2 separate regions of the Gossypium hirsutum genome follow, and region 2 is linked to region 1. A link is a contact called in public Hi-C data. All regions are on one chromosome and are shown on one strand. The core of a region is the stretch at or near the end of the contact, and the rest is flanking DNA. Distances in the headings are between cores, read along the strand shown.

The links. Hi-C and Micro-C count contacts between places; a contact is called where the count stands out from the background.
Region 2: a Hi-C map of leaf shows a contact between it and region 1, with 1.7 times the contacts expected there. The contact joins the enhancer-like site here to the promoter of LOC107954946 in region 1. A contact is called at or near these places in 3 of 34 Hi-C or Micro-C datasets (callus and leaf).

Annotation. Positions count from the first base shown.
Region 1 is chrD07:52,044,404-52,051,645 of Gossypium_hirsutum_v2.1, reverse strand. It overlaps LOC107954946 (nuclear pore complex protein NUP133), which reads left to right and starts at 2,660. Exons shown (of 8, transcript XM_041097817.1): 1 at 2,660-3,014; 2 at 4,059-4,183; 3 at 4,277-6,100; 4 at 6,715-7,242. The coding sequence starts at 2,818.
Region 2 is chrD07:52,202,712-52,209,953 of Gossypium_hirsutum_v2.1, reverse strand. No RefSeq gene overlaps it. Among protein-coding and RNA genes, the nearest start is that of LOC107954944, 33 kb to the left of the region's middle. Within about 2 kb of position 3,268, at least 1 of the 9 cell types and tissues checked has an H3K27ac peak or open chromatin away from gene starts, as enhancers often do. A contact at or near this core is called in leaf, where this site is marked.

The DNA of each region.
Region 1 (7,242 bases), core at 1,411-3,910:
ATTTTGTCACTAGCATCTATCTGCAAGATTCTTTTTCCTTCTGAAGGAATTAGTAGTGGTGGCAGATGAGCTAATTTTTCTTTTAATGATCGCATTGCAAGAGTCTGCTTAGACTTCCAAGGCGGTGGATCTTTCTTTAGCATCTTCCTCAAAGGATTTGTTAATTTTGAGATTTTTGGAACAAAATCTCTAAGATAATTAACAATTCCCAAAAACTGCTGGACTTGTTTCTGAGAAAGATTTTTGTCTGGAAATTTCTTTAATTCCTCAGCAATACTTGGAAGAGGCTGGTACTTTCCTTCTTTGATCGTCATCCCAAGGAACTCTATTTCTTCTTTGTTGGTCTGCATTTTCCTTTTAGAAAGCATGATTCCCTTTTCAAGTACAATCTGCATAAATCTTTCAAGGAGGATGGCGTGACTCTCTTGATCTGAACTGTACAATAATATATCGTCAATGTAGATCAAGGCTTGATCCATAATGGGCTAGAAAATTCTGATCATGGCTTTTTGAAACAGTGATGGGGCAGTTTTTAATCCAAAAGGCATGATTGTCTATTGAAAATGCTTGTTTGGAATACAAAATCCTATCTTGGGCCTATCTTCAAGACTGATACCCAATTGCCAAAATCCTGCTTTAAGATCAAACTTGGAGAAAACTCGGGCTTTTGCAAGACTTGAGAACATACAATTCTTGTTGGGCAAAGGAAATTTATCATCTTGTAGGAAATGGTTAAGAGGCTGATAATTAATTACCAGTCTTAATTTTCCTCTGGCTTGTTCAGATATTTTGTTGACATAGAATGCTTCACATGCCCACTGTGAGTCTAAGGTTTCAATCAATCCTTCTTCTTGTAACTATTGGCATTCCTTTTCAGCTAGTTTCAAATGATCTGGATTCATTCCTACATGGCTAGCTTTGGTTGGATTGATGTCTTCATTTTTCTTGAAAGGAAGTTTAATGAAGAATTTAGAATTTCTCCATAAAGGATGGTTGCATTTGTGAAGAAAATCTGAGTGAGATTCCGGACATGTTTGCAGTCTTAATTTTTCAACAATTTCCTGGATCTTCTCAGCATATATCATAAATAATCTAGGAATAGGCACATAGGGTTTGAACATCTGCTTATACCTTAATCCATCTGGTAGGATTATTAATTACTTGGCTTTGGTATAGAGATCAAAACCAACAATAAGATCTTTTCCAGGAAGTCTGGATCCCAGTATTGTAGTAGTAATGGAGCAGGTAGGGAAAAACTGGATCTTAATGGGCTTGCTCTTTAAGTCTGTTGTAAAGACTTTTCCCGCTGCTGAGCTGAAATATCTTGTATGGGGCTCCCACCAATCTGATGGTAAAACATCTAGATTCATGATGGTTTCTGCGGCTCTAGTGTCAATGAATGCAATTGCAGTAATGGGCTTACTGTATTTTCCCAAGTAAATGAAAGCTCGAACATGTGGTACCATAACTTCAGGGCTTGAGAGACTTTGAGAGTTTGATAGAAGAGAATGGTAATGCATCTGAGACTGGATCATGAACATCTCACTAGATGAAGATTCTGGATCACTGTATTTAACACTTTGAATCGCACATATTGATTGATCATTGGGCTCATCATCAATGGAGAATAGTGATTCAATATCATCATCTTCTGTGATCTTAACTCCCGATTTTTGTTGTATCTGCTGGATCATCTTGGCTCCTTTCTTATTTTTTGGACAAGTCTTTGCAAAGTGTCCTTTCTGATTGCAGATATAGCATCGGGTAGACTTTGTTCCCTTGGAAAATCTTCTCTTCTTCTTTAGGTATCTCTATTTATACCTTTTTGTGGGAATTGTTGGAGAGAATTTCTTCATCTTCTGAAAATGTTTCTTTATTCGATACGTTATGATTGGACGTAATTTTAATTTTGCAAAATGCTATTACGGGTTTGTTCTTTAAAATTATTTAAAAGTATAAGGATTAAACTTTTAATTTTAGACAATCACAGGGATCATAGGAAAAATTTAACCATTTCTCAAAATCCGAATCACCTGTGATTATTTTCCGCCAACATTACTACGACCAAAGCATCAACGGTCAGGGGCAAGCCAGAAAACTTTTGAGGGTAGAAATTAAATTATATTGTTTTATGCTAGTAAAAATAGGACTTTACTATTTTAATAACCTATATCTTTATAATTTTAAAGAATCAAATTAAAATTTTATTATTTTTGAAAGGGTTAAAGTATAATTTTACTATTATAAATTTAAAATTTAAATAGTCTTAAAAAAATTTCTATTTTAGGGGTCCTTGAATTGCCAAATAAAATATATAATTTTTTTTCTATGTTACATTATTACATGTTTTAATAGTTTATATATATAAATATATATAGATAAATTAATAGCTACTTTTCACAAAAAAAATGGCTCTATTCTAAACAGATGAATTTGATATGAGATTCGAATTTTGCTATTTCCATATTAAACCATTTTAGAACGCCGATAAAATTAGAGATTTCAAATGCCTATGATAATTAAAGCTAGACAATAAAGAGTTGGTTTGACATTTGACGTGGCAAAGGAAGGGGTAGTTACGGATCGGACGATTCAAATCAAGCCCATGAATCATAACACTATGAAGCAGACCTCATGCGATCACTCCTCCCTTTAGTGACCTAGTCCCTGAAAGCAATTCAAAATTCTCCCACTTCAAGTTTGAAAGCCTCGCATTCTTTTTGCCAAAGACAGGGGAAAAAACCCTCATGAACCCTAAATTAAACCTCTCCATTAAAGGGAAAAGCACAACTAAAACAGTGGAAGAAAACAGATAAAATGTTCTCCCCAGGATTGAAGCGAAGCAAATTAAGCTCGCAGAAGGAGAGAAATGTAGGGGCAAATCTAAGGGCACCAGATTCTCCATCAACTCCACTTACAGAGAACAATAAACCAGCGCACCAAGCTTCGATTCCAGATCGCCCAAGTACCGGCACTCCCGCTCCTTGGGCTCCTCGCTTGTCTGTTCTTGCTAGGTACGATTTCCACTTTCCATTTTGAGGCTTTATTGATTGAGCAAGAGCCTTATGATTTTGAGATAGTTGGAGTTGAATTTGAATTTTGGGATCGTAATTTTGTCTTTTGCATTTTTGCTTCAAAAAAGGGATTCCCGTGTGAGTAATGTTTTGGAATTAGGCTTCTTGAATTAAGATGAAGAAATGTGGGAATGTGGCAAGCAAAGATGGTAAGTGAATTGTTGAGTGTTAAGAAAAGAAGAATCTAATGCTGGACAGCCTTAAGAGTAGAGGATAGAATTTGTTTCACGGTTAAGGTTATTGCTTCTTGTGGGCGGTGATGTCTTATGGATGCGAGCATGGCATGAAAATTGTAATCATGCTTTGTAATCCTAGGAAGTTTGAGCCTTATACTGAAAAAGAAAGAGAATAGTGGCTGGTGATTGGCCTTGCTTCCATGTGTTTTATTGAAAATGTCTAGGACTCTTAAAATAATGTTTCAACCTGCTATGATTTGTTGGTTAAACATAATTTAGTTTTGCTGCTTGATGGCTTAAACGGCAAACTGATACTATAATTTATACCACGTATAGGTCTGATTGGGATTATTGTTGAAACTAATGAAAAAGCAGTAGAGGAAAGAACATGTGGCTAGATGAGTAGGGGATTTGAGCAAAAGAATGCCTAACCCGTTAGAGTTAGTTTTAGTCTAGAAAAATTCAAACTTAAAGAGAAACAATTCTGAACTTTAACCAGTTATTAACTGAATTAACCTAAAAAATAACTAGAAAGTTATATAGGACCACTGCTTAATTTCAAAGTTACCAGAAAAAACCTCAATTGACCTATAAAAAATTCCTTCCTAAAAAAAAATGAAAAATCGAAATCTGGAAAAAGGAAAGGAGCTCTATGCCTTAGTATAGCTCCTGCAAGTATCTGCCTCATAATCCTTTTTATAGATTTCCAGAGTTTATAGATTCACTTCCTTACTGTGTCTGTGTGTGGCTTAAACTCCTGGTTAGTAAATAGTAATATATTTAACATTTTGTGTGCAATTGTACCCAGAATTCCACCAGCAAACAAGAATGATAAAGGGGATGGGGTGGATCCAATTAAGCCAGTTTTTGTTGGAGAGTTTCCACAAGTTGTTCATGATGAACAGACCAGCTTTTTGCAGAGGCGTGTTCCTGGTTAGTATTGCTGGTTCCTATCATCAACCATGTGCAGATCTATGCAGTTTCTTTAGAAAAACTAATTTGTTGCTTCTTTGTGATCTGTTCCAGCTGATTTTTGTATATCAGGCGGAATGGATAAGGGAACATGCCTATCATGGATTATATACGGGAACAAAATTTTTATCTGGAGTTATTTGTCATTCACAGCCCCAAAGAAATGTGTTATTCTTGAACTTCCTTCTGATGTTTTAGGAAATGCAGATCTTGGCAGAAATTCCTATCTCCGCAATAATTGGTTGCTTTCTGTTGTCAATTGGGATAGCACCTTGAAAGTAACAAATAGAGCTGCACACCATTGCTATTCTGCTGGTATTGTTTTGTGTAACCAGAAAACTCGAGCTGTTTTATACTGGTCTGACATCTTTGCTGATGTGGGATCTGCTCCTGTTACCATCTGTTCATCTTCTGATGAATTATTGGTAACTTCTTCACGTATTGACAGCAATGCCACCCCAAACAGGCATGCAACAAATTTTACTGGCTCAAGTTATTTCAACTCTTTGATTGCTTCTGCAATTCCTGGTACCCAAAATGCCTGTGTTGCCCTTGCATGTTGTTCTAGTGGTGAACTTTGGCAATTTTACTGCAGCCCGAATGGTATCCAAGTAAATAAAGTACACCAGAACATACAAAGTTTATCATCCCAAGGCACTGGTGTTGGTCAACTTGTTGGGAGCAAGGGATATCCGAGGTCAATGATATGGCGTCTTCCATACTTTTCTGTTTCGGACTCCAACCGCCAATTTTTTCTGCTGACAGATCATGAAATACATTGTTTCAACATCAAGCTCTTTCCTGATTTAGAGGTGTCAAAGCTTTGGTCTCAGGAAATTGTTGGTAATGATGGTGATTTGGGAATTAAGAAGGATCTGGCTGGACAAAAACGAATCTGGCCTCTAGACCTGCAGGTGGATGATCATGGTAAAGTTATTACTGTTCTCGTTGCCACCTTCTGCAAGGATCGGGTTAGCAGCTCAAGTTACACTCAATATTCTCTTCTGACCATGCAATATATGTCTGAAGTGAACATGTCCTCTGATTTACATGAAAGAGTTTTAGAGAAAAAGGCTCCAATCCAAGTGATAATACCAAAAGCAAGGGTAGAGGATGAGGACTTCTTATTCTCCATGAGACTTCGAGTAGGGGGCAAGCCCGCAGGATCAACAATCGTACTTTCTGGTGAAGGAACTGCAACAGTCTCCCATTATCACAGAAATTCTACTCGACTCTATCAATTTGATTTGCCTCATGATGCTGGGAAAGTTCTTGATGCTTCGGTTCTTCCTCCTACTGATGATGGGGAAGATGGCGCATGGGTTGTGCTTACTGAGAAAGCAGGGATATGGGCAATACCAGAAAAGGCTGTTGTACTTGGTGGGGTTGAACCCCCTGAGCGGAGCTTGTCACGCAAAGGGAGCTCGAATGAAGGCTCTGCACAAGAAGAGAGAAGGAACCTTATGTTTGCAAACAATATTGCTCCTAGAAGGGCTAGTTCAGATGCATGGGATGCTGGTGGTAGACAAGCAACTGGTTTGACTGGTATTACACGCAGAACTGCCCAAGATGAAGAATCAGAAGCTTTGCTGGGTCAATTTTTCCATGAGTTTCTGATAACTGGGAAGGTTGATGGATCACTAGAAAAACTTAAGAGTTCAGGGGCATTTGAAAGGGGTGGAGAAACCAATGTCTTTGTACGGACAAGCAAATCAATCGTTGACACCTTAGCTAAACACTGGACAACTACTAGAGGTGCTGAAATTGTTGCTATGGGTATTATATCGACTCAGCTCATGGATAAGCAGCAGAAGCATAACAAATTTCTCCAGTTTCTTGCTTTATCCAAGTGCCATGAGGAGTTATGTTCTGGACAGAGTATGATCTGCTACTTGTTGCCATAGCTTTTGCTACTGCATTTCATTTTCTTCCTTTTCCTTGTTTTTTTCTTAGAGTTTGATTGCATAAAACAGTATGTAGTTTCCATCATGGTACATTTAACATAAACTATGACTAGTAATCTGCCTTCAGTTGCTTTTTGAACTGTTACTTAGCACATATGTTGACTGATAACACTTAGGACTTGACTGAGCATTTCATGTTACAATATGTAGACAAGTTGCAGAGGTGACTTTATGTTTAATTGTTATAAGTGTGGAGGTTACGTTGAACTTTTGGCTGCAGTTTAGATTCTTAGCATTTCCCAGTGGTCATATTTTGATATTTGAGTAGCATCTTAGATCTTTCTGTGGCTAAAATCAAATATTGTTTCCATTGCCAGATATTCTCAGGAGTGAACCTTGTGGGCAGGTTTTTATTCTTGATGCTATATCTGACTACAATTTCTTCCCTCTTCTTCGTATTTAGTACAGATCTAGGGAAACTATGTCTAACTACTAAAGGGGAATAATTTATTTCTGGTCTCTCTTGCCTTCTAATCAAACAACAGGCAAAAGAGAAAAATCATGCCTAATTTGTTACTTGTTTGGCAGGACATTCTTTGCAAATCATCTTAGAACATGGTGAAAAGCTCTCTGCAATTATTCAACTCAGGGAACTACAGAATGCAATTAACCAAAACCGTTCAACTGGAGTTGGCTCCACTCATTCAAGTTTTGAAAATCAAGTTTCAGGTGCTCTTTGGGATCTGATTCAGTTAGTAGGGGAGAGGGCCAGGCGAAATACTGTCCTTCTGATGGACAGAGATAATGCTGAAGTGTTCTATAGTAAGGTCTCTGATCTCGAACAAGTATTTTATTGCTTAGAAAGACATCTAGAATATATAATCAGCATGGAACAACCAGATGGATTTCAGATCCATAGAGCTTGCGAACTCTCAAATTCATGTGTTACTATATTTCGGGCTGCCATGGACTACAAGAATGAGAATCACCTATGGTATCCACCACCAGAGGGTTTAACACCTTGGTATTGTCAACCAGTGGTGCGTAACGGGCTGTGGAGTATTGCGTCTTTCATGCTTCAGCTGTTAAAAGAAACATCTGAAATTGATATGTCAG
Region 2 (7,242 bases), core at 2,019-4,518, 160 kb before region 1:
ATAAGTCCATGTCGGACACTTCCTTAGAAATTTCTTCCATAGTATTGGCCTCGTTAGGTTTAACTTTTTTTGAGATCTTTCAGTCGGATGACTTGTGCCCCATCTTGTTGCAATTGAAGCATTTTCCTTAAAGTTTTTGCTTTTTGGAAACGCCACCTTTTGGTCCCAGTTTAGACCCATTCTGAGGTTGTTTTCTCTTCTTGAAGTCTTTATTGACTTCTACAACGTTTTCCCTAGCACAATTATCATTTGCTTCTTTGTTGAGCCTTTTTTTCCCGTACCTTTATTATGTTCCTCAATCCAAAGTCTGACAATTAGGTCTTCCACTAACATTTCATTTCTTTTGTGCTTTAGGTAATTTTTGAAGTCATTCCAAGCATGAGACAGGTTATCAATAATGGTTGCCACTTGGAAGGATTCACTTATCATCATCCCTTTAGCAAGAATTCCATGAATGATCAGTTGAAGTTCCTGCACTTGATTCACAACTAATTTAGAATCAATCATCACAAAATTCAAGAATTTAGCAACTAAAAGTTTTTAGTGCTAGCATCTTCAGCTTTATATTTATGGTCCAATGATGTCTATAATTCCTTAGTTGTTTCCTTAACATTGTACACTTCGTACAGTGCATCCGACAATCCATTCAGGATGTAGTTTCGACACTAGAAATCAGAATGTTTCCAAGCTTCAATAGAAGTGAAAGCGGTAACTTCATCTACCTCGCCCTCTTTAACAGTAGGACGGTCATCTTTAAAAAATTTCGCCAAGTTCAACATGGTCAAATAAAACAACATTTTCTGTTGCCAAGTATTGAAATTTTGTCTCGAGAATTTTGTAGGTTTCTCGTTGTGGCTTACAGCAGCCTCCACCGACAACTTTGAGTTTTGGATCGAAGATTGCCTTTAAACTAAAGCTTCAAATTGCGAATTGATTGAATTGGTGGGAGTTTCAATTTTCTGTTAAGAAATAAGACCAGAATTAGAAAACTTATCAACTTTTGTTAGATGACAAGAATCTAATTAAACCCGAAACAAAAGTTTTATAAAGTCTAATAAAAAGTACAATAAGACGATGCACCAGGTAGGTAACCCTAAAAGAGAGGTGGTGCACTCGGCATGCTTAAATACTAAGCCTTTCAAAGAACCAATCCTAGACATGCATTCTCATATTGTCTTTTTAATTCATTGTTGATAAATTTCTTTTTAATTCACAATTTAAAGCCACAATCAAGGCCACCATGAACAGAAAAATTTTCCTTTGATTTGTTAAACGATAGAATTAAAATTTTGAAACAAACTCAAAAATAATTTTGTTCAACGGCAGGATTAAATCCCAAAACAAAATTATGTAATTAAATCAAAATAAAATTTGTTAAACGGTGGGAATAAATCCTGAAACAGATTTAATGTAATTTAATTCTAATTTGGAAACAAAACAAAATCAAATAAAATATTGTTAAATGGCGGGAATAGATCTCGGAACAGATTTAATTTAATTTAATTCTAAATTGGAAACAAAATCAAATCAAATAAGATCTTGTTAAACGGCGGGAATAAATTCCGAAACAAATTTTATATTAATTTTAATACTTGTTTTTAGAAATAAAATCAAAATTGAAATAAAATCTGTTGAACAGCAGGAATAAATCTCAAAACAGATTTTATTTTAATTTTAATACTCATTTTTTGGAAATAAAATCAAAATTGGAATACAATCCGTTGAACGGTGGGAATAAATCCCAAAACAGATTTTATTTTAATTTTAATGCTCGTTTTGGAAATAAAATCAAAATTGGAATAAAATTTGTTGAACGACGGGAATAAATCCCGAAACAGAATTTATTTAACTTTAATTTCCCTTTTGGAAATAAAATAAAAATTGAATAAAATCCGTTGAACGGCAGGAATAAATCCCGAAACAGATTTTATTTACTTTTAATTTGAAACAAAATCGAATAAAATCTGTTAAACGGTGAGAACAAACCCTGAAATAGATTTTATTTAATTTTAATATTTGTTTGGAAATAAAAACAAAATAGAGAATAAAATCTGTTGAACTGCGGGGAAAAAATCCCGAAACAGATTTTATTTAATTTAAAAATTTATTTTTGAATAATTTTTTTCTTTCCTTTTCGCCTTGGTGTCTCGTTTGTCTCAGATTAGAGAATTGAAAAAATAATAGGATCTCGTTTGTCTCGTTTCATTTCCTAGGCATTAAAGCAACAATAACACTGGAAGATATAACATTACTGATGGACCTTCTAGTGGATAGGCATCTACTAACTGGAAGTTTTGAGTAAAATCTAAAGGAGGTACTTTTCCAACATTGGGAATAGATACCAACCATAAGTATCATTTTACTGGACTTCAGATTTAGTTAACACGGTTGAAGAGCCAAATTAAATATCTCTTAGAGAATCTAACACCTGAAGTTATTGAACATCATGCTATAACTTATACTCTTTGGCTAATCGCAGGTGTGTTAATGTCAAAAAAGTCTGATAACTTAAGTCATTCCATGTACCTCTTATTGTTATATAATTTTGAAACAGCTAGAACACAATTGGGGATCTGTGGTTTTGACATGCCTATAGAAGGTGCTACGTAAGACGTTTAGAGTTGGGAACAAGGAAGTAAACTGGTTAGACTAGTTCAAAATTAAACTGGTTGATCGATCATTCTGTGAACCAATTGGTTAGACTAGTTCAAAATCGGTTTAACTGTTGGTTCAACTAGTTTGTATCAGTTCATGGGTCAATCGAGTTTTTACCTCTCATTGGATTGATACTCTAGTTGGTTCCTGGTTTGACTAGTTGGTAAAGTCCAATTTATATAACATTGAATTTTGTAATTTTTAATATTTAATTTTTTTTATTTTTTATTTTTGAATTTTAAAGAGTTTTATTTTTGTTCATAAATTTTTATTTAAAAAAATTATTATTATTTTTAATCTTTATGATTTTTATTTAAAATATAAAAAAATAATTTTTTAAAATTTTTATGTACTTTTAAAGGGTAAATACCAAATCGACAAAAACTGTACATGTTGAGAGCTTAAAAAGTTATTTTATCTTTGACACTATAAACTTTAATGGTAAAATTAGAAGGAGGGACCACGATTTTAAAAGATATCTCAAAATTTAAATTTCAAAAAATTACAAATTATTTTTCATATTTAAACTTTTTTGAGCATGCAACCAAACAAACATTTCGTTCACTAGACCTGGGCTTCACAAAACTACAAATCCAAATTGTATCAAATGGGGCATTAAGCTGCAGACTTGTTTTACCTTATCCAGCCCAAACTATTTGTTTCCTTGCAGTCTAGACGTGTTAATATCCATGAGTTTGTATATATATCTTAATTCGTGCTAATTATTTTTCAATTTTTTATATAGTTATAATTTATTTATGAACATAATCTTGATATATATTCACATATTTATTATTTTAATGCATCATATGTGTTAAATGTATACTAGAAACTTTATCATACGTGTATGCATGTGGAAATCATGTATTTAGAATATATATTTGTGTTTGTATAAATTGAAACTAATTAATAATAAGGCATGAAATATCCTTAAAAAATGATAACACATGTAATATGTATAATATTAAATAAAATTAGATTAAGTTGTAAGTAAAATGGAATTTAAACACATGAATATATCAGATTAAGATTATTGAATGGGTACAATTATTTATCAGGGTATTGTCATCAATCCTAAGTTAGTGTCAAGTGGTAAATTTAAAATTTTGTTAACCTAATTAGCGTGAGTTCAAATCTCGTCATATACATATTTTTATTGGTCTTTTTTAAATAAAAAGACTAAATGTCCTCCAAATATATATTCACATATATACTATTTATTAAGCTTTTTACAATATCTGAATCAAGGACACTATGCATATAAAACTTTTTCATTCACCATTTGAACTAAAACAATTTTTAGTTTTTATTTGAAACTTAATAAGTATATTTGTGTTCTAATTATATATATATATTTGTGTATATGAATAAATTTAATCTAATTTTTTATTTTTTATATCATACATATTTTGTGTGTTATTATTAATTATTTCTAAACCATACTCTTCATCATTTATCGTATATTATTTTTAAATACACAACTATATTTTAAACATGTGATTTCTACACGCAAACGTGCGGGATAAAATTTTTAGTATTTATGATTTTATTATATATATGTTTAATATATATACTAAAAGTATAAAATATACATATAATATAAGGGGTAAAAAAATAATACTAATTTTAGAAATCAAGTGGAACACAACAGAACAATCAAGTGAAACATAGTAGAACAATCAAGTGAAACTAAAGAGATTTCGATAAATTATGTTAATACGAGAAAATATTGAACCATGAAAATTGAAAGTTGTTGACAATGGTTTTGCATGCAATAGTATTATTGAGATAATGAAAGAAAATGAGGATCTTGAATAAATATTTTGAGGAATAGATTGACCAATATAGAAAAACACAATTCAAGTAGTATTTAATTCGTGAAGTTTTTGGACTAGTAGTCTAAACATCTAAAGGTATAAAGTCAGTAAAATATAAATGAGTAGTTTTGCGAAAATGAAATAAGAAAAATGAAGTTTTTCACTAAGTCCTAGCATTGAAAAGATATTTTATGTAAAGGATGCAATAACCTTTAGATATCTTATTAATTTGACAGTTTACGAAAAATTTGACATGCTTCTAATCATTGTTCTTATAGACTTTTATATGAATCACTATATAGTGGAAGTTTATATTAAAATCCTTGAAGGATTTAGAATGCTAGAAGCATACAGAAATTTTCAGGAAATTGTTCAATACAGTTGTGTAAATATTTATATGAATTAAATTGATTTAAGCATATGTGGTAAATTCGACTTAATGAATAATAGTTGAAGGAAGATTATAAAATGATATAACATGCATATGTATAAGAGGATCATAATCAAAAGTTTCCTATGATTATTGTTAGAACTCCTAAAGAGATTAAAATATATTTTTCAAAATTCTTCCTCTCTCATGATGATGTCCACGAAACCAACTAAAAATTTGACTAAGGCAACTGCACCTATTTATTAATAATATAACTATGGTGGGCAAAGATATCGTTCCCACGAAGATTAAAAGTGCTAGTAATTAATGTCTTTCTATTATTTAACCTAATAATTCGAGTGGTTGATTTAAAAAAAAACTAAAATTAACTAAATTAATTAACTAACGAACACAACAAAGAACAAAACAAGAAAACAAACGATTAACAACCAAGAAGAGAAACAATACTCAGGAAAGAATTCACCTAGATTTCATCTGTCACTATCAATCTAAATTACACAATTTCTTTACTTACTAAATTGATCCATAGAAATCCCTAAATTATGCTAACATCTCTTTCGAGAGTAAGAGCAACTGACTCTAGGTTGGTTAATTAAAATTTCTTTTTAATTAAAACACCTATTATCGCATTAACTCGTGCTATAGATTCCCCTATTAGATTTGACTCTCACCTGGTAGATTTATATCGTCATATTTCTATGATTGCATGCAACTCCACTCAATTACACAAAATCTTTTCTTAAACAGAGTCTATTCCTCCTCTAATTTAAGCACATCAAACATAGATCAATAATCTAGAAATATTAAACCAAGAATTAAACACACATAATTGAGAACAAGAAACTAATAATTTATTGCATAAAATAAAAATCAAACAACAGAATTCATCATAGGGTTCATCTCCCTAGGTATTTAGAAAATTAGTTTATGCTTCAAAATAGAAACATCCAAGATATAGTATAACCGAAAGAAATACAGAAACTCATAATAATCTCCTACGAAATCAACTGAGAATCTTCAATCTTGACGGAAATCTCCTTCAGAATCAGCTTCAATGGTGTTTTCCGAGTTGTTGTCTTGAATATTCTATGATAGGTCCCTCCTATCTTCTGATTTTTGTCATATATACTTCTTAAAATGCCCGAAAAACTTAAAAATTGCATTTTTCCGCTATTCAGAGTGCAAATCTGCACAACCGATACGGCCTACCACATGGTTGTATGGTAGCCCATGTGGATCACACGGCTGTGTAGAATGGGTCAGCTCGTGTGCCTATTGTAGCTTGCTTTGATTTTTCAATTTTTTGCTCGTTTTTCACTCTTTTTGCTCCCAAGTGCTCTATTAAGCATAAAAACATGAATTTAAATGATTAGGAGCATAAAATTCACAATTAACATCAAATAATCACCCAAAAATGCACTACGAATAAGGTTAAAATTACTTTTAGCACTTATCACATGACATTCAGAAGAATGATGATATAAACATTTAACAAATTTGTTCAAGCGATCACTAGAAAAGCTAGTATTCAAAATTTGAATACGTAGAATGAAATATTACATGATGTTGTTATGAGGGAGAATAAATTCTCGCGATACTCCTTTTCCCTTAACCAATGTTTTGTCCCACTGAATTTTCTTTGTAAGGTTTTCAATGAGGCAATGTTATGCTTATTATAGATAAGTATACTCTTTTTCCTTCACTAAGAATTTCTTTTGTAACACCCCAAAAATCATAGGGTTAGAATTAATAAAACCATTAAGAATTGAGTCTTAGTCTAGGTGGAAGAGAGCTTAGTAAACTCCCTAAAGAGCTAAAGTTCAAGTTTCACTCTTTTCATTTTTCCTCTTTTACTTTTCAGCAACTAGGAAACAAATTCAAGCTAGTATATATATTAAATATGGAAGAGAATTGCCAAGAATAAGCCTACTAGTTCAGTGGTAAGGCCTTAGCATATATTCTCCCTGCACCAACGTTCAAATCATGCTAATTCCCTTTTATTTTTTTTAATTTCAATAGAATGGTTTAATTACCAAATCAGCCCTCTAAATTTTGATTATCTTTTTCAATCCTATTTAGAATTTCTTTCTCTCTTCTTTAAATACATCTTTTATATTTTATTTCCCACTTTTCCTTTTCAAAAATTTTTGTATTCTTTTGCTGCAAATTTATTTGTTGAATCCCGAACTTGAATTCCACCTCGTTCAAACCATTCATTGCAACGTTTTAGCATAACACCGTCAAAATCCGTTTCTAACTCGCAAAGATCAGTAAGAATTCCTACTTCTAATTTCGTAGAACTTTAGAAATCTGGTATAATATTGTCCTCATCAATTTTCCAAAACCACTTTCGAATATTTTATGAGTTTTCTTGAAAAT